Linked DNA regions of Mus musculus: all the other regions are linked to region 3. A link is a contact called in public ChIA-PET, HiChIP or PLAC-seq and promoter capture Hi-C data. All regions are on one chromosome and are shown on one strand. Each heading gives the region's core, a stretch centred on a gene start, on an enhancer-like site or on the middle of the called end of the contact. The rest is flanking DNA. Distances are from core to core; before and after follow the strand shown. Region 1 overlaps Bcl2 (B cell leukemia/lymphoma 2). Region 2 overlaps Relch (RAB11 binding and LisH domain, coiled-coil and HEAT repeat containing). Region 3 holds the start of Phlpp1 (PH domain and leucine rich repeat protein phosphatase 1). Region 4 holds the start of Pign (phosphatidylinositol glycan anchor biosynthesis, class N). Region 5 overlaps Bcl2 (B cell leukemia/lymphoma 2). Region 6 has its middle 7.8 kb from the start of Gm41928.

Region 1 (3,682 bases), core at 744-3,243, 460 kb before region 3:
GTTTGAGGATGTATCTCTCTTTAGTTTTCACGTAACACAGAGTTTACCTGACGCTTTCCCTCCTTCAGTTCATTTCTTGAGACAGGAAACCTATCTCCCAAGCTGACCTCAACTCACTCTGTAGTTGAGGATGACCATGAACTCTGATCCTCCTGCCTCCGAAATTCTGGGATTGCAGGTGTATAACACCATACTCAGTTTATATAATTGATCCTGAGTATCAAGTCCAAGAGTTTGTGAATGCTAGGCAACACTCTGCCAACTGAGCTCCATCCCCAGCCTCCACCGTGTGCTTTTGGAACACTTCACTAAGTTGACATGGATATAGACAGAGCATACATTCAAATTTAGGTGGTTTATTTGGTAAAGGACTTTAGAATTTCGGGTTACTTTAAAAGTGAGATAAGTAAGATTCCTTCTGTTCTGCTTCCAGTGGGATATCAAAATTGTTGGCTAAATTCCAGCTGCTCATTCTTTATATTCATAGTACCAAAGGGACCAGAGCTAATGCAATGCAGTCTTGACTTAAGATATGACTGTGAGGTATTTACCCATGCAAAGCATAATATTTTGATAGATAAAGTGAGTGCATTAGGTGAGAAAGCTACTGAAAGAAACTATCAAATACTCAACAAGGTAACAGAAGTGTTTGAAGAAGCACCAAGCCCAAGTAGTTCAAGTTCCTCCAGAGTCAGAGACCCCCCAGCCCTTAACCATCTGACCGCACTGATGGGAACTCCCTGTCTCCTTTTACCCAGAAGCAGAGACCAGTTGGGTCCAACACTTTCCCATACTCCATACCCCGGTTGCCTGTAGAGCAGAGGCTGCCCCAGATAGGATGAAAAAGAGGAGAATGTAGCAGCCCACTTTGCATAAAAAGTATTTCAGGGCATTTACTGACAAGTAGGTATACTTACTGCATACACATGTAGGGCTGTATTATATCAAAACTGTCTAAATAAACAGAGACTCCACTGTCCCCTTCAAGCCCCACAGCGTCCTTAGGAATGTATTGCTTCCTCGGTTTCCTCTGGTGTCAGTGGCAGGAAAGGCAGAAAGCATTACCTTTTAAGAAGGGAGGGAATACTGAAAGTGCCTTATTTGCAGCCTGCTACAGCAGTAACCCTGCAGACTGGCTTCCCACTCAGCCTCCCATTACCATGCCTCCCAACCCCCTCAGGACCCTATGGGAGTTGTCCCGAGTTTCTGATTTCCAGGGATCACTTTTGAAGATCCAGCAATGCTTAGGTGATATTGAATTACTGATTATCCTCTGGTTCTGTTCCCACTGGAGGCATTCTGGTCAGCCACTCATTTGTCCCATTTAAAGCACTTGGTGGCATGAACTCACTGGGTTTCTGCCCACATCACTGCATTCCTGGGATGCCATTCACAGGCCTTAGCAAGATCATCTGACAGCTGCCTGTGAGGTCAATGAACTTTATGCATAATCAAATGCTCACAGCTAGGAGAAATCCTTTCCTGCTCCATCCCTCCCTGGGCAAAGAATACACGTTAAGCTGCCCCCTTGGTTCCTTGGTGAGGAGGTGGTGGAGTCCCCAGCTACTTTTACATGATTTAATGCTGAGCAGAGAAGGAAAGTGATTGCATCCTCTACAGGGCCCCACAGAACAGTCACCACCCACACTGTTTATTCAGACTGGGATCTTGGCCATTTGGGGTTTAAGCCAGAAGAAAGGGGGGAAAGAAACCAACCCTGGAATGAACACTTTTGAAACTCTGTTGTATTCAGGATGAAGTACGGCCAAGGATCCTTTTTAAAAATCTATTTAAAATCAATTAGCGGGATCATATTCTCATTTGGAATGGATTGTTAGCAAAAGCTAATTGTCTCTGTTCTCACCCAGGTTCTGAGCTTGGGGTAGATGCACAGACATTAGAATCAACCCTCTGTTTTGCCGGAGTCTGATGCTACTACCAAACTATGTGTGGGCAGTTGGGCAACCCTGACCTTTGACCAGCTTTCCATCTGAGAACAAGGAAAGAGGTGTGAGGAAGAGAGGCTGATGTAAACAAGCCTGCTCTACATCCCAGAGCTTCCCCGGGAAGCGACTCCCCAGGAGCTTAGCCCAAACTGAAGGCAAGAGGCAGATCACAGGCCTAGGGAGGAGTCTCTGTGAGGCACCTCCTCCATCTGTCTCTAGTCAGGACTGCAAAAAATTATCGCAGACATGGGAGATTGTATCTTAGTTTCAAAGATCTCGAGAGGAGATTCCGGGACCTCCCTTGGTTACCCACCCTGCTATTTAGCAGTTCCTCCAGCCAGAAAATTCTTTCTTATTTGCAGCCTCAAATGTGCATGTGGTACTGCTTTGGGGAGAAGCTCCTGGTCCAGACCACTCCCACAGCCAGCATGTTTACTCCTCTAATGGGATGGAGCCCATTACTGGCTTCTCCTTCAAGATGGCAGGGGCTTAGACCTCCTTCTAGAACAGTCTATAGGCAACCCAAGATGGAACAGGAGAGAGGGTAGGCTAGGGGTCTGAGGGATGGCATTGATGGAGATTAAACAGGTTAATGAACACTACTTCTGGGCATCTGTGTATTTATGGAGGACTGAAGAGCAAAGTGGCAAGTCAGAGAGTGAGACTTACATACACCCTGTGTACATGGAAGATGCTGAAGTTCCTGCTGCAGATTTTAAAAGAAAAGGAAAAGGAATTCCCCACAACAACAGAGGCTAGGATTGCACTGACTCCAGGACTCTCCCCCTAGTGTTCAATGCAGGGAGCTGGGTTGGGGATGAGGCTGCTGTGCTTGCCTGGCCTTACAAGACCCTGACCTCACTCACCAGTAAACTGAGTGCACTGTATGCTGCTGCGGATTCCTCCTCCTCCTCCTCCTCCTCCTCCTCCTCCTCCTCCTCCTCCTCTTCTTCTTCTTCTTCCTCCTCCTCTACTGATTGATTTATTCTGAAAAATGCAATCAACAATTCAAATAGCAATTTACAAATCAAACACTTGAATATAACACAACTAAAATATACTGAGGAGTAATGGTAGAAAAATATTAAAAGTCTTTGCTTTCCATAATTAAACTATTAATATTTCTATAAAAGCAGACAGTATTGAGTATACAATGTGTTCTTAGCTAGTGGTCTTGAAGCTGAGGTACTTCTAACATTGCATGGTGTTGCAGCATGCCTGCTGCTGAGAACACAGGAGTTCAGAACTGAAGCTGTGGTGTGATCAAAAGAGGAACACTGCAAAAATGCTATGATTCAGTTCCCATTTGATCTTGAATTAATATTGGGTCATAGGATGTACAGAAATCATTCACTGCTGCCAATTTTTGTGACTCTCACATTCATTTATGTGAACCTCATGGGGGTCTTAACTTAGGAAAACTGGATTCTGTAGTATACCTGTAGCCATTCCTAAAGCTGTGAATTCTCTGTGGCAGAGTTAAATATATATACGTGTGTGTGTGTGTGTGTGTGTGTGTGTGTGTGTGTGTGTGTGTGTGTCTGCTAGCATGAAGCATATGTCCATACTTTATGAATAGCTTTGCTGGTCTCTTGGCTTAAAAAGTCTAGCTGAGCATTTTACCCACAATTACATCTGGATGCTTCTATGGGGACTAAGTGACCCAATCTATACATTCTATGAATAAATTTATTGGTGTACTATATGCTTCTAATCCTAGCATTTGGAAAGTAGAG
Region 2 (3,782 bases), core at 122-2,621, 420 kb after region 3:
TAAATTCAATAGTTATTAAAATATAGACAGGGCCAGTGAGATGGCTCAGTATTAAAAGCACCTGTTACACAAGCCTGAGGTGACCTGAGTTCCATTGCTGACACAAGTACGAAGGTGGGAGAAAACCAACTCTGGAAAGTTATCTTCTGACTTCCACATGCACTTGTGCTGTGTCACTGTGTACAATTTGCATGCATAATTTAAATATATACATGATACAGAGGGCTCCAGCTTAATTACTGTACAGACTTGTTTTCTAGATACTGGGAAAGTACCTCCAAGATGTAAGCGGTGACCTTTGCATTAGCAGAAAGTGAAATACTGAAACCCAGGCACGGAGGCTCAAGATGGCCAGACTTACAGAAAATAGGGAAGTTATTCTTTCAACTCACTTGTTGGGACTATCTTTTCCTCATAAAATCAAATTTTCAAGGACTGAAAATGTGCCTATCATTTAGTCCTATCTTATATTAAAAGCAACTCTACCTCAGTGGTAAATGATTAAACACCTCTGACTGCCAAGAAGACATTTAGAGATTCATAAGACATGCTCTTGCAGTTTGGATAGCTCTGTAATAAAGTTTTTTTTTATTAGTAAAACCTGTCTCTATCCCTTATATATACAGTATATGACCTTCCTTCTCTGTAACTTCCTTTAAAGTACTTGCCACCCAACATTAACTGCTGTCCTCCATGCGCACCAACTTGCATTCATTCGTCTCTCCTTGCCACACACACCTTGTCAAATTTTCTCATCACTCCTAAGCCATCTACTCTCCAGCTTAAACATTTTTAAGGTCCTTCAAGCATGTCATGACATTTGATTTGCTATTAGGCCTATTGTTACCTGTAACTTTCCTATGTCAGTTCTGCAAGGAAGCTTTGTTCTAATCAGCTTTGGAACAGACCTGGGCAATGAGACTTTCTTAATAGCTATAGTCTTGACTCAAGTAAGGTTGGAGTAATGCACAACAAACCCAGTACTTGACTGAATGGGAGCTACTCTAAAATGGCTCTTCTTCCCCTTCTTGTCCTGGCAAGGGGCTTTTTATTTATCTATCCCAGCAATAGTTTATACATACTTAAATACTTGACACTTTCTCTGTATAAGTTTCTATGTTCTTTAGAAACTATTGGTTTTCTTATTTAAAATTCTGGTTTACACAGCTAAAGTTGTCCAGATACTTTTCCCTTTCCTTGAAGCATATTTCTTTATAAACTATTAGCTAATTAAATTACACTAGTTTTTGCTTAACTTCTAACGGACCCTTTCACAGCTGAGCTACTAATTCTCACACCATCATATTTCTCTCACCAGAGTTCTGTCACTTCTTCATAAAAGATTCCTCCTTGCCAACTCACAACATTAGTTCCTCATCTGTTTCCTCTATCTTCTCTAAGTTGAAAAATCCAGCAAGATGAATCAGGAGTGACAGTGACTTCTGCTTTTAGTGGAAAAGAACTTATAAAGGACACAGAGTTTAGTTATCAAACTAAAATATTAGACCTCTGCTTACTGTATGATCTACATTATAAGAAGCATGGCTGATGGTGTCCATATAGGTAGACCATGCGTAATCAGTCCTCAGTTACTGACTTGTAATAGTCCAGAGCAGTGGACCCTGCTTCCTGAGTATTAACAGTCCCATAGACTGAACAAAAGCAACCGTCCATGGTTATACTCGAGTTAAAAAAAATCCAGCACTGATGAATCAGGAGAACATCCTTATCGTATTTCAAATGACCTGCTCCCTCTGGTGAGGACTGTGACCTGGCATATAACACAGAACTGCAGTATTCTGAAACTCTTCCTGGCACCTGACTTTCTCTATGAGAACCACTAGGAAGTTTAATCTTTTTCTTTTCTTTTTTTCTGTGATGTAATTCTCTAATTACTTGCTTAGAATTTGCTTTTGTGGTTCTATTGAGAATTCAGCTCTCCACCCTTCCCAACCCCTTATTTCCTTTTCTTGAACTCTCCTTTTATTGAGAGTCAGAGACTAGAGTTCACTTGGCCCATCTTCACTTCCTTCCTAGTTTTTCTTTACTAAACATAGTATAGACAGAAGATTCAACAGAACAGTTGAAGCTCATTGTTCCAGCTCAGTTTTGCTTTTAACTATGGAAAGCAGAAGTTGTCACTATAGTCTTTAAGCCTTGGTTTAATCATTTATAGTCTAGTGGTTGATATGGACCACTGATTTTCTCCCGGTTTGGTTAATAGACATGACTACCATGTTGGCCCTGAACTTCTCCAGAGAGTAACATTTCTCTAAGAGAAATTCATAGAATCTCACTGGTTAAGTTAAACATTCATTGAAAAATCCAATACCAGAACATGAAAGCCTAGATTCATTCTGCCCTGCATTTACTGTTCACTGTATAGTAAAGCTCAGGGTAGGAAACTCATCAGGGCTTTATAATTTTTATAAAATATAAACAGAGGACTAAAAAGAACTTTAAAAACTTATGAGATAGGTAAACAGCTGTGGCAAAATTGAATCAAAACTGCCAAAAAGTCTACTCAATTTTTACAGCTGGGTTTTCTGTGGGTTTACACTGGTTTATAGTGGGTTATATCAGCAAATATAGTTCAGCTCAGCAAGGATACAACAACAGGAGAGTGCACTGTAGGCTTCAAAAAGATGAGTCGCAATGTCCAGTTTTTTCGAATCTACAATTTGTAAGTTGTTCACCAAGGCTAATTTATGTAAATGTGGTATAACAACTGAAAAGGGAAAGAAAAAAGAAATTGTTAAATTTTATCACAATCACATATACACAACTCTCATACTTTACAATGTATAATTATGCCTTTTCTTATAAGGCTAGAATGTATGTTTTTCTAAGTTAAGTGATTTGTCACTTCAGAGGTTTTATCACTATAGCTACTGTCCAGTTAGTTCTGAGGACAGGTGATTTCACCTCACCTCCCAATCTCCCATTTGGAAAAAATGATAAACAAATGAACCAAGACACACAGCAGTGGTAATCTTTTATAAGGAAATTTATGTCTAGGAACACAGCATAACACATAACCAGGGTGGGAATAATTCTAAAATTCATCTTCAGTGGGAAAGAAAAATAAGATACAATACCTAAGAAGTCTTTTATTCAAGTGTGATTAGGCAAAGATTTAAAATAGCAAATAAAATAAATACATAGAATTTAGATTTTAGGAGACTTTCAAATAAGATCTTAAGGCAGATACAACAGCTAAAGCAAAGAAATTTATTTATTTATTTATACATTTTTAAATGCTTGGACCTGAAGTAAATCTAGAAAGAGAATCTGAAGCTGGGGATTGAAACCTGGACTGGAATCCCAGTGTTTGGAGGTTGAGGCAAGAGACTGTCATTAGTTCAGGGACAGGCAGAGTATGGAAACCAAAGGAAGCCAACTCAAACCAAAGTAGATTTATATGGGTCTTTAGAAAGCCTCCAAAGTATGATGGCACACTCCTAGTGGCCCTGACAAGTAGCTGAAAATTGTTCTAGATAAAACAACTGATGTTTGAAATAGAAGCAAGGGACTATAGCAATTGTTCTGTGGTCAAGAGCACTTGGTGCTTATTGGGCAAAGGGCTGGGGTTTGGTTCCTAGCACCCACATGGTGGATCACAATCATCTTTGATTCCAGTTTCAGGGGATCTGATATTCCTTTCTGGCTTCCTCAGGTACCAGGCTTCCATGTAGATATATATTCAGGCAAACACACACACACACACAGATACACACCCCAAAACAAAATTTCAAATAGATGCAAGACCTAAAGTTCAATGG
Region 3 (4,007 bases), core at 665-3,164:
TTACCTGGAATCCCAAAACGCCTGCAACCCAACGAACCAGAGCAGAGGCCTGGAGGAAACCACCTTTAAAGTTAGGGACTGGTACCCCTCTAGGGTGTTACCTGTTTCCTGTATTTCCAGGTGACTTTGTCACCTTGTCCACCTGGCTTTCCAACCTCAGGCCTGGACACTCTAAACCTTGCAGATTTCAAGAATGCTCAATTTAGTACTTGCACAGGCGGCATGTGAACAAGCTAGAAAAAGAGTGTCAGACAGACTCACCAGGCCCCTGGAATCATTTATCGATCCCTGCCAAGGTTCGAAGCCATGCATAAACATGCAGGCAACTTCCTTACCTGCATAGAATCGAATGAGACAGCCAATCTCTGAGTCCATGCCTTCCTCCTGCACCCTCCACAGCTCCCCAAATCCCAGTTGGAAGAGGTAGTCATTTTGGATCTGCAATGGCTTCTCGTCCGCCTCCAGGCGCCGGGTAGTCTCTCCATGGAGCTGTACATACAGGGAGGGCGGAGATGTCTTTTGCACGGTCTCCCGTATCCTCCCCGAAGTCGACAGAGGAACGTCCGGAGCTGCGGCTGCCATCGCCTTATCGTCTCCGGGACCCTCGCCCGCTATCACGCCAGTGCTGTCTACGCCCGTCGGGGCTTTCGGCTGCAGTAAAGCCGAGGTCTTCGGGGAAGGCGGCCGAGGCTGCGCGGGGCGGCCGGGGCGGTGGGGCATGGCCGGATCAGCCTCTAACTCCTCCGACGACGACGAGGAGCCGCCGCCGCCGCTGCTGTAGGGGTCCAGCCGGTCTGACACGCTCTCGGCGCTGGGGCTCAGGCTGAAGCTCTCGGTGTCAGAGGCCGGGCGCGGGGCGCGGGGAGGGGACCCGGGGCCGCCCGCGAACAGCTCTCCGGGGCTGGAGTCCGAAGGCGCGGGGCTGATGCGGGGTGCACAGCGCGTCCAGGCGCCCCCGGGCAGCGGCAGATCGGCGGGAGGCGCGCGCGCAGGGCCCCGGACAGCACCAACAGTGCCGCTCGAGGGCGGTGGCTCCACGTCCCTTCCGTGCTCTCCGTCCAGGGTCTGATCGCTGGCGGCAGGGGCGGCGGCGGGAGGCGGCCCGTAGCCCAGCACCTTCACCACCCCGCCGCCTTTGTGGCCCAGCTGCAGAAGCCGGGCCGCCACCTCGGCGGCCGTGGTGTCCAGCGTGCAGAGCACTGGGCGCAGGTAGGACGAGGCCATGTGGCGGTCAAAGACGTGCACACAGCCCCGCTGGAGCTGGTGCCTCACCCAGTCCCTGTCCGACGGCTGCAGCTGAAGCAGCTGCCGGTGCTTCAGGAGCAGCGTCTTCCTGTCCAGGCTCCGGGTGCACAGCGACGCCGAGGCCGAGCAGGACGCCGGGAGGCCGCCAGCGGCCGAAGACGCCGAGGACGGCGACGAGGACGACGAGGCGGCGGCGGCGGCCGACAGATTCCTCTTCAGCCGCCCTCTCTTCAGCAGCAGCGAGTTGGCGCCGCCGCCGGCCGCGGGCACCGGAGCGGCCCCACCGGCCGCGGGCTGGGGAGCTCCCCGCCGCCGCCTGCGCCCGGTGCCTCCGGCGCGGCCGGGCAGCGGCCCCGGCGGCGCCTCGCAGGGGGCCTCCTCTCGCGCCGCGCCGCCGTTCCCGCCGCTCGGGGCCGCCGCGCTCAGCGCGGGATCCGGACACCGGCCGCCCTCGGCCGCCGCCGCCGCCAGGGCTTGGTCCTCACCCGTGGGGTCCGCGAGTCGCTGTGCCGGGGCTGCAGCGGCGGGCTCCATCGTAGCGGGGCTTCACGTCGCTCCCCCAGCTCCGGAGGCAGCGGAGGAGGAGGAGGTGAGGCGAAGGTGGGAGACGGCGGCGGCGGCGGCGCGAAGAGAACGGAGACGCCGATGGCGTTCGGCGCGGCCGCTCCAGAGGATTATGTGGCGATCCGGAGCATTCCGTCGGTGTCTCGGTGTTCCATCCCGCGCGCCGCCCGCCCGTTTCGCCGCCACCGCCCCCCCACACACACCCTCCCCGCGGGTCGCGGGCTCCCCAGCGCCAGGCCCCGCCCGCTGCTGGACAGCCTCAGCTCCCGGGAGCTGCGGCCCGAGCTCGCCTCATGAATATTAATGAAGCGCGGGAAGGCGGGCGGTGGCGGGGCGGAGTTGATCATGAATATGCATCGTTAGCATGACGACATTTCTGCGGAGAGCGGGAGGCTGGGGGCGGGGCCTCAGGGTAAACAAACGTGACGCGTGCGTACGGGGGTGGGGCGGAGCTGTTTCCCAGGAGGTTTGTCCTCGCCATAGAGGAGAGGTGGCGAGAGGGGCTCGCGTTGCACAGTGGGGGTTGTAGTTCATCTTCGTGTCGAGGATACCCAGAAGAGACCAACAGCGAACTACAAGGCCCAGATATCATCAAATTCTGCCCACCCTCTCCTCCAGCTTCTGGCCCTTGTTGGTGGGTATTGTGCCCTCTGCCGTTGAACTCTGTGTCCTGTGAACGTTTTTCATTAACTTGATCCTCTCCTGCTTGCCAGATGAGTTTTATTTTCCTGGCTAATTGAAATTGAGAGTTTTTAGGAACTCTAAACTCTAGGTAAGGCCTTTGTATGAGACAAAAATACATACACAGTTCACAGGATCGCTGGCCCCGTCTTCCTGACTTTTTCCGCACTTTTTTCAAGGCCCATGAAAGCTAGCAGTGTTTGCACTCAAATTAAACCCATTTACTCCCTCCCCTATTAGGACAGAAATAGCTAAGGACCTGCTTGGAGCCTTGTATCCCGTTGGTTTTAAGCTTAAAAGAAGCTTAACGACACAAAGCAGTGGACGAAGGAAGAAATATTAAAATGGAGTCATAGTGGGATAGGAGATAGACTTGCTTTCTCTTGGTTCTTTCTGGATTTTTCTTTCCGCACTCGGGGCCGGGTAGAAAGGGTGAATGAGACAAGGTTTCCCAGTCTAGTCTGTTCTCCATACTTCCGTCCACAAACTGCTCACCACCTACGCTCTACCTATGTTGTATGGGTGTTTACTGTTACATTGTATGATCTATAAACATTTTTTTATTGGTTGAACCAAGCTGGTTTAGGGCAATTAACTATTTGAAATAATTTGATAAACGTTGGTCATTGAGTTGCCACTCTCATGATGGCATTGCAGATGTAGACACTAATTAAAAGTCTTTTTCCGGAGTTAGAGGGCTCAGCAGCTAAGAGCGTGGGCTGCTCTTCAAGAAGACCCATATAATAGCTCACCCTGAAGACAGTGCTCCAATGTAATGCATAGACATATTCCAGGCAAATCATTCCTATACATAATGATAATAATTTTTTTAAATTAAGTTCTTCCTGACACTCGATAGACTAAAACAGGAAGAACTTTATGAGCTCAAAACTAGCCTCTTTTACAGAGCAAGCTCCAGGCCAGCCAAAGTTACATAGTAACTCAAAGAATAATAGTAATAATAATAATGAAGATATCCTGTACCTTACCTTTGGGTTCCAGAAGACTAATATTTATTATGGGAATATTATACACACATGCATATACATTTATTTATAGTTATAAGTCTCAGTGGTGATGCCTTTATCCTGCCATTCAGAAGGCAGAGAACAGCAGATCTCTGAATTTGATGCCAGCCTGGTCTACATGATGACATCCTGTCTCAAAACAAAAGAAGTTATGATAATAGTTGTCAAACACTGTTAGGGCGGTGGACAGACACTTGATTAGATCCAATTGGACTGAATTTAGAATCACCATGGAAACACGGGGTATGTGTGTGAGGGTGAGGTGCCCTGAGCACTGACAAAGTGTGCCCAGCTGTCTGGAACTCCTGCCACGCTGCCCTCCCTGCCCTGACGTTCTCTGCCCTCAAACTGTGAGCCAAATACGTCTTTCTTTATTTGGGTATTTAGTAACCTTTTGTTAGGTGTTTGTTACAGCAATGGGAAAAGTAACTATCTCCAAATAAAGAAAAAAGTAGATCTTCTCCACACAGAAGAACAAGTGTTGGAGCT
Region 4 (3,772 bases), core at 99-2,598, 510 kb after region 3:
CAAAGAATTACTAAGAAACATTTTATTTCCTCGTAGTGTGATTCAACAGCCTGGGGAAAAAAGGAAAACTGCCTAGAGAAAAATGCCCAGGCAATAAGGAAGCTTTCTAGAGTGCCATAATACTCAATAAACTGGAAACCCTGATGTTATAGGTCCCAACACCAACGGGGAGCCAGGAGCTGTACAACACCTGCCAAAGATCGGAAACCAATGCAAAGAAGAGCTACAGCAGGATCTTTCTGTTTGCAGTACACAGGACACCTCGCATCTCACTCAACATACTCTCCCTTCTCAAGACGACCCTAGACTCAGTACCCGCCCACAATCCCCTTCAGCTGCACTCCAACTCTAATCCCCCATCTGCAGGTGTGACAGGCGACGCCTACTTACTGAGCTGTCCTCCGCCCGACGTCGTACTCGGTTCCCGACCTCCAGCGCCTCCGACGATGGAGGCGCCAGGGATCCCGGGCGCCCCCATCCCTGGGGGGGTCCCACTCTGCCTCTCGAAGTTGCCAGGATTGGAGAAGTAATCGCGCAGTCGTGGTAGCTCGCGGCCGCTCTCCAACAGCTCGGTGTGCAGCTCCAGGGCGGTCAGCAAGTATTGATCGCGCAACAGCTGAGCGGCGATGGCATCGATTGACAATCGGGCAGGGGTCTCCCCGCTGCCCCCCGGAGCCGCCGGGGCGGCGGACATCTCCACAGCGAGCCCCGGCCGCGCGCTGCTTCCCAGGGCCATGGGGTCCTGTGGCGACAGGGAGCCTGCAGAACCAGGATCTAGGCCGACCCCGGCACCCAGCCGAAGTCCTGCCCGCCGGTCCTCGGTTGCCGCTACCTCGTCGTCGTCCTCATCCGAATCACTGAGGAAAGGATTTACTCCGCTACCACTGCCACCACCTCCGGGCGCCATCGCCGCCATCTTATTCTGTCAGGAATGTGGGTGCTTCCCTGCTTGGCCCGACAGGCCCTCAGCCTGAATCCCCGTTAGGTCCCGAGAGCCGCCGACCACCTAGGCAGCCCAGGCCGACCGCACCTCTCCTCACCTAGAGCCTAGGCCGGACTGGGAGGCAGGAGCCCGGTATGCAGCAGCACCTCCCGTCTCAGCCGCTGCTGCACCAGTAGCCGACTCTGCAGGCGTCTTCCTGGTCCCTAGTCTCGCGAGAACTGGCTTGGTCCCATCTTCGCCCCGCCCCGTCCCCGCCTCAGCCCCACCCACCTCTGGCCTTGGAGTGGCAAGATCGAAGGAACCGCTCCAGGCTCAAACATAAGACCCCGCCCACAAGCTCTCGAGGATTGGCTGGAGTTACAGGACCTGGCCAGAGAGTTATCGCGAGAGCAGCGAAGGCCTGGGGCAGGTTGGGGGCGTTCCCTGGAGCAGTAGAGGTGGAGGTCGCTGAGGGGTACGATTTGGCTGTGGTTTTTGAGGGTTGAAGGGAACCCTCCCGACATCTTTCACCGCCCTGGGTCCTGCCTTCGTTCTGAGGAGGTCCCGTTCCCAAGACTGGGCCTGAGCCGGATAGTTCTCAGGTAAAGTCCCGGGACCCTTGCACTTAAGGTGTTCCCACGCCCGCTTCTCCCTTCACGCTTCAGTTTTTTGTCGCTGTTTGCTGTCACCGCCCAGATAGCAAGTGCTCTGAGCAGCGGTCAGAATCTGGCTTCTTTGCTCTTCCCTAGTTTCCCAGCCATCTGCTCTCTCCCCTGGAGATCTGGCGACGGCATGGCCTCCTTGTGGTTAAGGAGGGCGCCTTCCCGCCCCCTCCGTCCGGGAATAGGACTTAGAAAGCTGAAGGGTGCAGATAGAGCCTGGACGGAAGTTGCAACATTTGAGTTTCGAGATGCCTTTACACTCATCTGTGAACAGCCTGGTCTTGGACGACAAACTAAGTAATATGTAAACCCATGGAAATTAACATACACTTTACATCAAAGGAACTTTTCAAACTATCAGCGCTATCTCTTCAGTACAACTAAGTTGTCTGGGCCGCTTCAGTGGCCTGGTCATGTCCACTGCACTAGGACACATTCGTTGGAACAAGTATCACCTATCTTTTGTCCAAAACCATTCTTTTCCACAATCCCCTGAAACCTTGCTAAGTCCATTTAGGCTAGAATCGAGGTTTTCTTTATGGATCAATCAAATTTTAGCGATTTAAAAAATTGTACTCTGTAGAGAGATTTGATGGCCTTTATGAAACATTTAGCACATAACTATACTCGTAGGTTTGGAATATCATTTATCCTTTATGCTATTCCTTGATTGTAGTTTGAGGTGATAAGAAGTTTCCCTGTCGCTATTAGACTCCTAGCCCTCATATCTTCTATTTTGTTAAACATAGAATGCCACTTTTTCCTGGTTTTAGAATTAAGTTCTTATTAACACCAGGTCCTAACAGACAACAAAATAAATAGCCAACAGTGCTAACCATCTGCTCTGATATATATAATGAAGTATCTCCTTTATCTTTGTGGAAAATAAAAATAGAGCATTGTTATATGACCTCAGGTCTGGTTACCGGTTTACATGTAAAGTATCCCAGCAGTTAAGTGTAGGTTTTAATTTCAGTTTAATCAGTCTCACAGGAAACTAAAATTTCATTTGAATGAGGCTCTGAAATGCTTTCTTTGGTTGGTATTACTATATAGTTATTATTTGGGCTTTTTAACAGGAGCTTTTAAAGTATGTTACATGTGATATGAAGGTGGGAGGGGGAATACTGGAGGTTGGGGTGGGTGGTTTAAATGAGCATAGGAGACCGGGAGATGGGGAGAAAGTTAGCCCAAATAGTAAAAGACCATAAAGACCCTTGCTACATTGTGAAGCAATTTAAAAATAGTGTTAGTAGTAAGGATTTTTTTTTAAATAAGACTTTTAGCTTCCAATTCGTTGGACTAAATGCTGTACTGTGCTATTTATTAATGAATCTGGAAAAAAATCCTCAGTAACATGGCAATAGTATAGAATGAGCAATATTTTAATGTTTCACATTTCTTAGCAAAAGGGGGTATCAGTTCTAACTTTGATATTGTCAAAGAGATTAAAAATGTAACCAAATTTTGGAATGGAGGATTAGTGAATGGCATGGGAAAAACATGAGCAGAAATGTGTATTTTCTTCTTCTTTGTAATGGCGATGCTTAGAAATATACTTTTAGGGTGCCTGAGGAAAACTGCTCTTAAAATAATAGAAGGGCACATCATATACATATCATTTATTGTGAGACGTTGAAAATGTTTGGACCTAAATTCTCCCATCTTCTCTTACATTCATCTGCCCAGAGAGATAATGAAAGTACATAGAATTGTGAATGTTCTTGCCACAGTGCCTGGTAGCTGGTTGGCAGCAAATGTTAGTGTGGTCAGTGTCTTAGTTAGGGTTTCTATTCCTGCACAAACATCATGACCAAGAAGCAAGTTAGGGAGGAGAGGGTTTATTCGCCTTACACTTCCACATTGCTGTTTATCACCAAAGGAAGTCAGGACTGGAACTCAAGCAGGTCAGAAAGCAGGAGCTGATGCAGAGACCATGGAGGGATGTTCTTTACTGGCTTGCTTCCCCTGGCTTGCTCAGCCTGCTCTCTTATAGAACCCAAGACAAACAGCCCAGAGATCGTCCCACCCACAAGGGGCCTTCCCCCTTGATCATTAATTGAGAAAATGCCCCACAGCTGGATCTTATGGAGGCATTTCCTCAACTGAAGCTCTTTTCTCTGTGATAACTGCAGCCTATGTCAAGTTGACATACAAAACCAGCCAGTACAGTCAGTTAATCAATGAA
Region 5 (3,909 bases), core at 446-2,945, 430 kb before region 3:
CTCAAGGGCAGTCTGTTTTCCCGAGCCTGGATGTTGACAGGTCCGACATGCACAGATTTTAAAACAGGTCGCTCATGCAGGCTGTAGGCTGTGGGCCAACATGCTGGTTCTTGAGAGAGAAGAGAGGGAAAAGGACCCAGTTTGGGGAGCAGAGGAAACTATATGGATCTGGACCTTAAAAAAAAAGAGGGCAGCTTGGGCATACCTACTCCTTACTGCAAAGCTGCTCACTGGTGTTTGGTGCCAAGAAAACAAACCCTGTCAGCAGAGGAAATGCAAGGCAAAGGTAAAGATAGGGACGGACTGGCAGAGCTCACTCAAATAGGCACAAGCTCCACTTGACTAAGAATCTCTAAACATCAAAGAGAGGCATACATTTAAAGAGAAACTTGAGACCAAATCAAAGTAGCTATGATGGCCGTTTGGAAATGCAGCCAAGCAATGACACCATAAACAGGAAGAGGCACGGTTTGGATCGTGTCTCTGCTTGTTCGTTTGCTGCATGGCATCTAGCAGAGTGTCTTTTACAGGGCAGAGCCCACATTAATATTTAGTCATAGAATGATGGGGCTGAAAGTAACTTTGGAAATGATTTGCCAAGTCTCTCTATTTCACATACAAGTAAACTGAGACTCAAACAGTTTAGTTATGGTCTCAGGGTGTCTTCTCCACAACCAGGCTGTGAATTCTAGTAAAGCTAGCTTTTATAGACTTACGCAGTCAGCATTTGATCCATTAAGTGAGGGAATATGCTGATATAGTGATCCCTCCCCCGCTCAAAGCCCGAGTTGAAGGCTTGGTCACCAGCCTGTGGCACTATTGGGAGATGGTAAGACCTTTAGAATTTGGGGTATATAGTATGAGGAAGATATGTCGGTGGGATGTGTCCTTGGATAGGATATTGGAACCCCTAATGGATCCTCTTCATTTCCTTGTTTCCTCATCACCATAGGTGAACAGACCTCCCTTCATATAGAGTACTGAGATGCCACAGTTCCAAAGAAATGGGCCAAAGAACTATGGGCTAAAATAAACCTTCCCTCCTAACTAAATTCATTTATTTGTGGCATTCGTTAGAGTAGCAGAAAGCCAACTAACCAACTAAATAAATTTGTGGTTGTTGTTGAATGTAGCGCTGGCTGACCTTACACTCAGAGATCCACCTGCCTCTGTATCCAGAGTCCTGGGATTAAAGGGACATGGCACCACACTTGGCCTTTAATTATCTGTGTAATAAACCCTATTTCAAAGCCATGCCTTCTTTGACAGTATGTGTAATAGTCTCTTTCATTCAGTTATATATATATATATTGGTTATCATTCACCCATGTAGATCTTTGGGGTGGTGGGCATAGAGAGGTTTGTGAGGTTCAACTGACTTTCGGGAATCTGAGTTTCCAAACATTCTAGTTATATTAAGTAAGTCTTAATGTCAGTGTTGGATGAAAATGTAGGCTTTTCTTACAATAACTTGTTACATGCTCAAGATGTAAGCAGCTTGGGAAAGAAAATTCTGCATGAAGCTAACAATGGTCTGTTAGTATACTGTAGTCAACTGGGTATCAGTGTAGCAGTGGAACCAAAGATCTTCAGAAAGAACAGCCCTTACCCCTCTGAGTGTTCTCCTCTGCGGCACCAGTTCTTTGTGCAGCTAACAGAAGATGCCTGGTCCATCCAGGCACACCTTGCAGCAAGCTCCCCAGTCTTATATGACAGCCATCACGTGACTCAACATCCTATCTCTGTCATTTTTAGCCTTTGGCTATCATGCTACCGAGAAAGATGAGAATACATTTTTATAAGTCCCTTAAAAATTATGTTTGTCAGAATTTATTGTCCCGAATCAATTTTAACAAGTGACAAAAGTGTCTAGAATCTTCCTGTCTGATGCAAGGTTTGTAAAGGGTCAGATGATATCATACCTTTGAGGATGAATCTGTCACTTAACTGCTATACGTGTTGCAGAGAACATTTTAGTAGCCCACTGTTTGGTATCTTCACTGGTGCCTCCTATCTGGTTTCCTGTGTCATAAAGAAAAAGCTGCATGGAAATAAAGGCAGGGATCCTAACGCAGTGTGGGTTTGGTTTTGCTGTTTGGTGCGAGGAGTTGTGTGACTCTAACTCTAAGAACACCGGTAGTGGTGTCTGCCTGCATTCTGAGAATTTAAGGAGGTGAGGTTTCTACACAACAAAATCACCCAGCCTATCTGTGAGGCTTTCTGCAGAGTGAAGGCAAAAATAAACTCCAGCAAACAAAACAGGAAGAGTCTGAAAACAGTAAGATGTGTGTGTTCAGACGCTCAGAATCCTTAAAGCTTAGGTGTGGTTCTGCCTACTTCAAAGGTGTGTGTGTGTGTGTCTGTGTGTGTGATGTGTGTGTGTGTGTGAGATGTGTGGTGTGTATGACTAGAGTATGTGACTGTATGTGTGATGTGTATGTAATGTGTACATTTGTGTGCAGTGTGGATCTGTATAGGGGGTGATTGTAGTGTGTTGCAGTGTGAGTGTGTGTAGTGTTTGTGTGGACTATGGCAGTGTGTGCGTAGTATGTTTATGTGTGAGGGTGTGTGATATGTGTATAGTATATACATTTGTGCATATTGTAGGTATGTGTAGGATGTGTGTAATGTGTTGTAGTGTAAGTGTAGAGGGTATGTGTGGAGATGTGTGTGATGCAGGTTTAGTGTATACATTTATGTGTAGTATGGGCATGTGTAGGATGTGTGTATAGTGTGTTATAGTATGAGTGATTATGTAGTGTGTGAGTATGTGTGTGTGCTTGTGTGTATGTATGTGTGTGTGTAGGTGTGTATGTGGAGTGTGTGTGTGTGGTGGGTATGAGTACGTGGCTGCCTTGCTTTGTCTGGCCTTCCTTTTGTTAGCACACACACTCTCTCCTAGTGACTTAAAGCCCTCTTCTTACAGCACCTGAGTTCTCTCCTTCGACTTGCAGCTACTTTATTGAGCTACGAAAGCAAACATAACTTCTTACAAAATAAAGTCCAAATAACCTAAAAGATCCAATGGAATCTACCTTTGAAGCAATATTATACTAAGCACTTTAAGATTTTCCATGGAGAAAATCCCAACCCAATGGACAGCCTTGCTTAACCCAAGGCTTTCCCTGGTTTAATATTTCTCCTCTACCCGCCATCTGCTTTGCCAACAAAATAATGCTTTCCCTGGGTATATACCCCACCTCTCCAGTCTCATTAAAATGATTTTCATCTGCATTTAAAATATTTGATGATGATTTGACATTCATAAGGATAGGAGGTTGAATATTACATTATCTTATCAAAAGATTTTCTTCTATTCTTTCCTTCTGCTCCTCCCTTCCTACTTCCCACCTCCTTCCTTCTCTTTGATATTCTCCCTGAATTGCTATCTGTGAAGATACAAAAAACTAACTGTAGACATGTCTGACACCTCCAGATGTTATTGCACTAAAGCTGCCACTCCTGAAAACTCAGTGGTTGACACCGGGTTGCAGGGCTACAGCAGAAGATGACAGCAAGAGCCACCTTGGGAGTTCTTGAGTCACACTGGTCCTAAAATCATCACTAGCAGGAACATGGAAAATGGTTTGAGAAGTGGGTGTTCTGAGAATGCCCATTGTAGGACAGGCAGCTGAGAACATCCAGCCTGAGAAGGTGACAAGGACACTGAAGGGCAGGTTCTAGCCATGTCAGCATCCTCCTGAGGACCCTGGAATCTGCTTCTACACAGTGTTTGACAGTCATGTGTCAACACGACATGGTTTCTTACTGTTTCAGGAAAACATGATTTTTGTCTCACCAGTACATTCTATTCTATTCTATTTTCTGTTCTAAGAAATCAAAATATGGGCAGAAGATAAGTTCAAAGGAAATTTGCTACTTCTGGTGGCTAAATGCAGTCAAAGATAT
Region 6 (4,172 bases), core at 888-3,387, 340 kb before region 3:
ATAGGACAGGGAGAGGAGTAGACGGAGGCAGAAATGAAATCCATTTGTGACCGAAGGGACTGCAGAGTCTTTTTTCCCTAGGTTGGCACAGTGGTTGGTTGTGCAACCTATGGTTCTCAGCACACTGCTGCTTATCTGGGCTGGCAGTTAAACCGACGGCAGAGCTGGTCTCCCCACAATGGAGCTGAAATTAGCCCAGGCTCAGGGCCAGGCCCAACTTGGTATAGGATGTTTGCAGGTTATGTACTTAAATGGAATGAGTTCCTACAGCAGTTTTCTGTAGGAGGCCCTTCCATGTCCAAGTTAAACTCTCAAGATACCACTGAGAGGCCATGAACACACACAACACTCACATGCACACCGAAACACACAACACATGAACACAAACACACAACACATGCACACAAACACATAACACATGCAGGCATCTACATACACACATGCATGTGCACACACACTCAAGCATGCCCCTTACAGTTCTGCTTTGTCCTCTGCTTTTCAATGGGAATGGAAAGCCAAGTTAATAAGTTAAGCAGTTAGGGGCCATATCACACCCTTGAAAGATAAGGAAACCCAGCACTGGTGAAAATCAATATTTATTGTGGTCAGTGTGCATAGAGACAGGCCCTGTATGTTCACCAGCCTGGACTGCCTGTTGGACAAGGGGTCATGGCTGTATATTTGGAGACCATTTGGCCATCTAGGTCATCCCTGGTCTTGTGGATTCCAACATCCCAAGCTTGATTGAGGCTACAGTTCTTCCAAACTATTGATTGGTTTTCTTCCCGGAACATTCAGAAGATGGCAGTGCTTGCTCGAATGCATTTAACAATTGCAAAGGGGCTGAACAACTGCTCAGTGGTAGAGCTTTTGCCTAACATGGACAAGGCCATGAGTTTCATTCCTAGCACCCGCCTCCTTCAAATCATAGGATTAAGAATTCTTCAAAGGTCTATTTTTCATGATGACTTCTTTGACAACTTTTTAATTGACTTATTTATTTAAAAATTGTAAATTGTCTGTGTGTGTGTGTGTGTGTGTGTGTGTGTGTGTGTGTGAGAGAGAGAGAGAGAGAAAGAGAGAGAGAGAGAGAGAGAGAGTATAAAGGTATTTGTAGATGTATGCAGATGTCTACTGAGGCTAGAAGAGGGTGTCTGGTCTCATGTCTGTGGACTTGAGCTGGCTGTGAGGCCACCTGACATGGGTACTGGGAAGCTAACCTGAATCCTCTGGAAAAGCCACTGAGCCACCTCTTTAGCCCAGAATGACCTCCTGAGTGTTGCATCTTGTCATCTCCTGCCTCTCCTCTTCTGCTTTCTGTCTCCCCATCCTCCTCTTTTTCTTCCACTTCAAGTGTTAAATTCCTTCAAATTATTTATTCTGATTTCTATTTTGATTTTTAAAGGTACACTTTTGATAGATGGCTCATTTTACCTTTGAACTCATGATCCTCCCGTCCTCACCTCCTCATTGCCAGGACGTCCAGGTGTGTGCCACCCTACCCGGCCTTAAAATGTTTATTTGTATTGGTGTCCTTGATCACCTAACACCTTAAGCATGACTTCTGTGCTGTTTGCTAAACTAGTAACTGCCCTTCTGCTGGCTTTTAATAGACAGTGTCCAGCTATGAGATGCATCGTTTGGTCACCTAACTCCTCAGTTCAATGATAACTCACAGACCTGGGCCAAACTGATTGTCTTTGAGTGAACTTGACTGAGGTTCCAGCTTAGCTTCTGCCTCTATCAGTCTGGCCCCTGAACTAACTCCCCCCACCCCCATCTGTAAAGTGAAGAGATGCTCTCTTTGTGTCCTTACCAACTATGGGAGGCTACATTCTTGGCTTCAGGCCTTGAACCAGATGAGTGTAGCTCCTTCGTGAGTGCACCACTGACCTTCCTGCCTCAGGCTTAACTTTCCTTTAGGGGAAAGCTATGGTTAAGTTGGTGACCGCAGGCTGAGTGTCAGCCTCATCTGCAGATGGGGGACTTGGGGAGGGAAAGCTTACCTGATGGGTGACCACTAGATGATTTTCACTTCTGCGAAACAGATCTCTGCTGTTTCTTGGCCCAGAAGCCTGCCACATCTTAGAGTCACCGGTGTCATGAGCCGGTTGTGGAAAGTGGAAATGGGCAGGATGTGGTTTGAACTGACAAAACTGGAGCAAATCACTCATCTCTGGGGTTGGCATGGATACTGAGGGTGGGGGAGGCTGTGCAGGGATACTGACGGGGGGGGGAGGGGAGGTCTGTGCAGGGATACGGAGGGGGTGGCTATGCAGGAATACCAAGAGGTGAGAGAGGCTGTGCTTACTGTACAGCCAGCCAGCATTATAAGTCTAGGGCAGCCCAGCCACTCTGAACATACTGGGCTTGGAAGCTGGGCAGCGTTGAGCCTAACTAGTACTTAGATGGAAGGAAGTAACAAAGTAGGCTTCAGAGTCATAAGATTCTCAATATGTGACCTAAATCCCTGGCATGCTTCTTCTGTACTACCAACAGAACCCTAAACTCAGAAAGAACGTGGCCCTTGACAGCCAGGATCCATGTTGCCTTCATAATACTTCCCATAGCCTTGACTTGGACCTGTGTGTGTCCCAGGGTCATTTGAGGACCTTACCATATGTCTCCACAGTATGGCCTCTGGTTGGACTGTGGAGACAATCAACAAATAACAGGTAAATGAATAGTTAGTTCTAAGCAATGTAAACACCCCAAAAGTCTACTAGTGTGCATGTTGGTTTTTGTCAATCCGACATTAATCTAGACATCATTAGAAAGAAGGAACCGTGGGTGAGAAGATGCTTTCATCACCTTGGCCTGGAGGCAAGCCTGTGAGCCATTTTCCTAATTAATGATTGATGTGGGAGAGCCCAGCCTCGTAGGGGCAGTGTCACCCCTGTGCAGGTGGGTGTGAAACATAAGAGAGAGTGAGCCGAGCAAGCCATGGGAAACAAGCCAGTAAGCAATGTTCCTTCATGGCCTCTGCTTCGGTTCCTGATTCTAGGTTCTTACCTTGAGCTCCTGTGCCGAGTTCTCTTCATGATGGACCATCAGCCGGTTTCCTCCGAAAACTGCTTTTATTTGTGGTGTTTATCCCAGCAATAGAAACATAATTAAGAGAAGTAGGTTTAACAAAAATTCAAGTACTGAATTATCTGGGCTACCATGGGGTTTCAGGGGGATGGGAAGGTTCTGTCCTGCCTTCTTAAGCCTATTGGATGAAGAGCTTTCTGCCTGCCTTTCCTGGAGGGAGGAAGGCTGCTGTGACTTCAGGGCTTACATAACTAACTGCTGACTGACAGTGGTCCTCACTTCTGAGACCCACAGAAATGCCTGGGTGCATCATTTTACATCCCAGCCCCATTGTTGCTCTACCAGGATTGTCTTTGTTGTGCTTGTCATTGTCTGATGTCTTTGTTGAGAAGAATAGCTCAGACAAAGAACCATCACAGTGCCTCGCTGACTGGCTGGGTTTGCTGCATCTTGGGGAGGCTCCCTTCTGACAGACGTAGGAGAAGCCACACATTCTCAGGTCTAAAATCAAGGCAATGGTACAAAACACCTCATCATGGGTGGTCATGGGACTGACAGCATCACGAAACTGTTCTCACAGAGCTGGGTGTGGAGTAAGTACCAAAGAGAGAGCAGCTCATTTTTTAGGTTCTTTCAGCGGCATAATAGTCTTTAAATCATGCAATCTTATTCTGTTTTTTTTTTTTTTTTTTTTTTTTTTTTTCCTGGCATAAACACGATCCAGCACAGCCAACGTTGTTTAATGTTTGCCTGGCTTCCTTCCCTCTGTTTTCTGTCTCTGGGGAGGACAGGAGAGGAAGGACATTCCAATTTCACAAACACTACCTCTGAGTGCCTCAGATTAATGTACAACGCTGAGCTGAGATGACTTTTTATTTTTAGCATGCATGAGTATTTAATGCATGATAATGTTTATGCCACACATCAGTGGGGAATGGAAAGACCACTCACAAAATGGAACTGGGATTAACTAGCTAATTATTTAGGAAAATGTGAGCGTACTTTGAGAAAAAAAGACATCACAGATGGGTCAGAAAGTACTGTTAAACCTATATACTTCGGAATGGGGACCTGTTTATGGGTGTGGCCCTGGGATGTCAAAGGATGTCATTTCTGTGAGTCTCGGAAGTGAGGACCAC

Evidence for each region. Promoter capture Hi-C pulls out the DNA fragments that hold promoters and counts their contacts. ChIA-PET counts read pairs in DNA pulled down with a chosen protein or histone mark. HiChIP or PLAC-seq counts read pairs in DNA pulled down with a chosen protein or histone mark.
Region 1: a FOXA1 HiChIP or PLAC-seq map of pancreatic cancer cells shows a contact between it and region 3. The contact joins the enhancer-like site here to the promoter of Phlpp1 in region 3. A contact is called at or near these places in 1 of 39 promoter capture datasets (liver), 2 of 484 Hi-C or Micro-C datasets (muscle stem cells and pro-B cells), 3 of 115 datasets of contacts at active chromatin or transcription factors (memory CD8 T cells, pancreatic cancer cells and thymic regulatory T cells) and 2 of 9 other capture datasets (adipose tissue and liver).
Region 2: a promoter capture Hi-C map of pre-B cells shows a contact between it and region 3. The contact joins the enhancer-like site here to the promoter of Phlpp1 in region 3. A contact is called at or near these places in 6 of 39 promoter capture datasets (3T3-L1-derived adipocytes, the C10 cell line, fetal liver and 2 more), 1 of 484 Hi-C or Micro-C datasets (the G1E-ER4 cell line) and 1 of 115 datasets of contacts at active chromatin or transcription factors (stem cell-derived neural progenitor cells).
Region 4: a contact with region 3 is called in a promoter capture Hi-C map of pre-B cells. The contact joins the promoter of Pign here to the promoter of Phlpp1 in region 3. A contact is called at or near these places in 21 of 39 promoter capture datasets (the 3T3-L1 cell line, 3T3-L1-derived adipocytes, the C10 cell line and 15 more), 1 of 15 datasets of contacts at CTCF or cohesin (the NIH/3T3 cell line), 39 of 484 Hi-C or Micro-C datasets (B cells, the Ba/F3 cell line, CD4 T cells and 24 more), 9 of 115 datasets of contacts at active chromatin or transcription factors (the NIH/3T3 cell line, astrocytes, effector CD8 T cells and 5 more) and 2 of 9 other capture datasets (adipose tissue and liver).
Region 5: a contact with region 3 is called in an H3K27ac HiChIP or PLAC-seq map of regulatory T cell precursor, with 7 times the contacts expected there. The contact joins the enhancer-like site here to the promoter of Phlpp1 in region 3. A contact is called at or near these places in 2 of 484 Hi-C or Micro-C datasets (olfactory sensory neurons and pro-B cells) and 3 of 115 datasets of contacts at active chromatin or transcription factors (memory CD8 T cells, regulatory T cell precursor and thymic regulatory T cells).
Region 6: an RNA polymerase II ChIA-PET map of memory CD8 T cells shows a contact between it and region 3, with 104 read pairs. The contact joins the enhancer-like site here to the promoter of Phlpp1 in region 3. A contact is called at or near these places in 6 of 484 Hi-C or Micro-C datasets (CD4 T cells, CD8 T cells, the HL-1 cell line and 3 more) and 2 of 115 datasets of contacts at active chromatin or transcription factors (memory CD8 T cells and pancreatic cancer cells).

The regions. Positions count from the first base shown.
Region 1 is chr1:106,627,977-106,631,658 of GRCm38.p6, reverse strand. All of the region lies in intron 1 of Bcl2 (B cell leukemia/lymphoma 2), which reads left to right. Among named protein-coding and RNA genes, the nearest start is that of Gm37053, 15 kb to the right of the region's middle. Within about 2 kb of position 1,993, at least 188 of the 459 cell types and tissues checked have an H3K27ac peak or open chromatin away from gene starts, as enhancers often do. A contact at or near this core is called in adipose tissue, liver, muscle stem cells and 1 more, where this site is marked.
Region 2 is chr1:105,745,015-105,748,796 of GRCm38.p6, reverse strand. Relch (RAB11 binding and LisH domain, coiled-coil and HEAT repeat containing) reads right to left here. Exons shown (of 29, transcript NM_173187.4): 26 at 2,612-2,728. Among named protein-coding and RNA genes, the nearest start is that of Tnfrsf11a, 34 kb to the left of the region's middle. Within about 2 kb of position 1,371, at least 36 of the 459 cell types and tissues checked have an H3K27ac peak or open chromatin away from gene starts, as enhancers often do. A contact at or near this core is called in pre-B cells, where this site is marked.
Region 3 is chr1:106,169,776-106,173,782 of GRCm38.p6, reverse strand. Phlpp1 (PH domain and leucine rich repeat protein phosphatase 1) reads right to left here and starts at 1,914. Exons shown (of 17, transcript NM_133821.3): 1 at 336-1,914. The coding sequence starts at 1,779. It overlaps Gm20753 (predicted gene, 20753), which reads left to right and starts at 2,259. Exons shown (of 3, transcript NR_040630.1): 1 at 2,259-2,443.
Region 4 is chr1:105,661,252-105,665,023 of GRCm38.p6, reverse strand. Pign (phosphatidylinositol glycan anchor biosynthesis, class N) reads left to right here and starts at 1,348. Exons shown (of 31, transcript NM_013784.3): 1 at 1,348-1,524. It overlaps Relch (RAB11 binding and LisH domain, coiled-coil and HEAT repeat containing), which reads right to left and starts at 1,163. Exons shown (of 29, transcript NM_173187.4): 1 at 391-1,163. The coding sequence starts at 916.
Region 5 is chr1:106,599,262-106,603,170 of GRCm38.p6, reverse strand. All of the region lies in intron 1 of Bcl2 (B cell leukemia/lymphoma 2), which reads left to right. Among named protein-coding and RNA genes, the nearest start is that of Gm37053, 14 kb to the left of the region's middle. Within about 2 kb of position 1,695, at least 47 of the 459 cell types and tissues checked have an H3K27ac peak or open chromatin away from gene starts, as enhancers often do. A contact at or near this core is called in memory CD8 T cells, regulatory T cell precursor and thymic regulatory T cells, where this site is marked.
Region 6 is chr1:106,513,721-106,517,892 of GRCm38.p6, reverse strand. No RefSeq gene overlaps it. Among named protein-coding and RNA genes, the nearest start is that of Gm41928, 7.8 kb to the left of the region's middle. Within about 2 kb of position 2,137, at least 85 of the 459 cell types and tissues checked have an H3K27ac peak or open chromatin away from gene starts, as enhancers often do. A contact at or near this core is called in CD8 T cells, memory CD8 T cells and uterus, where this site is marked.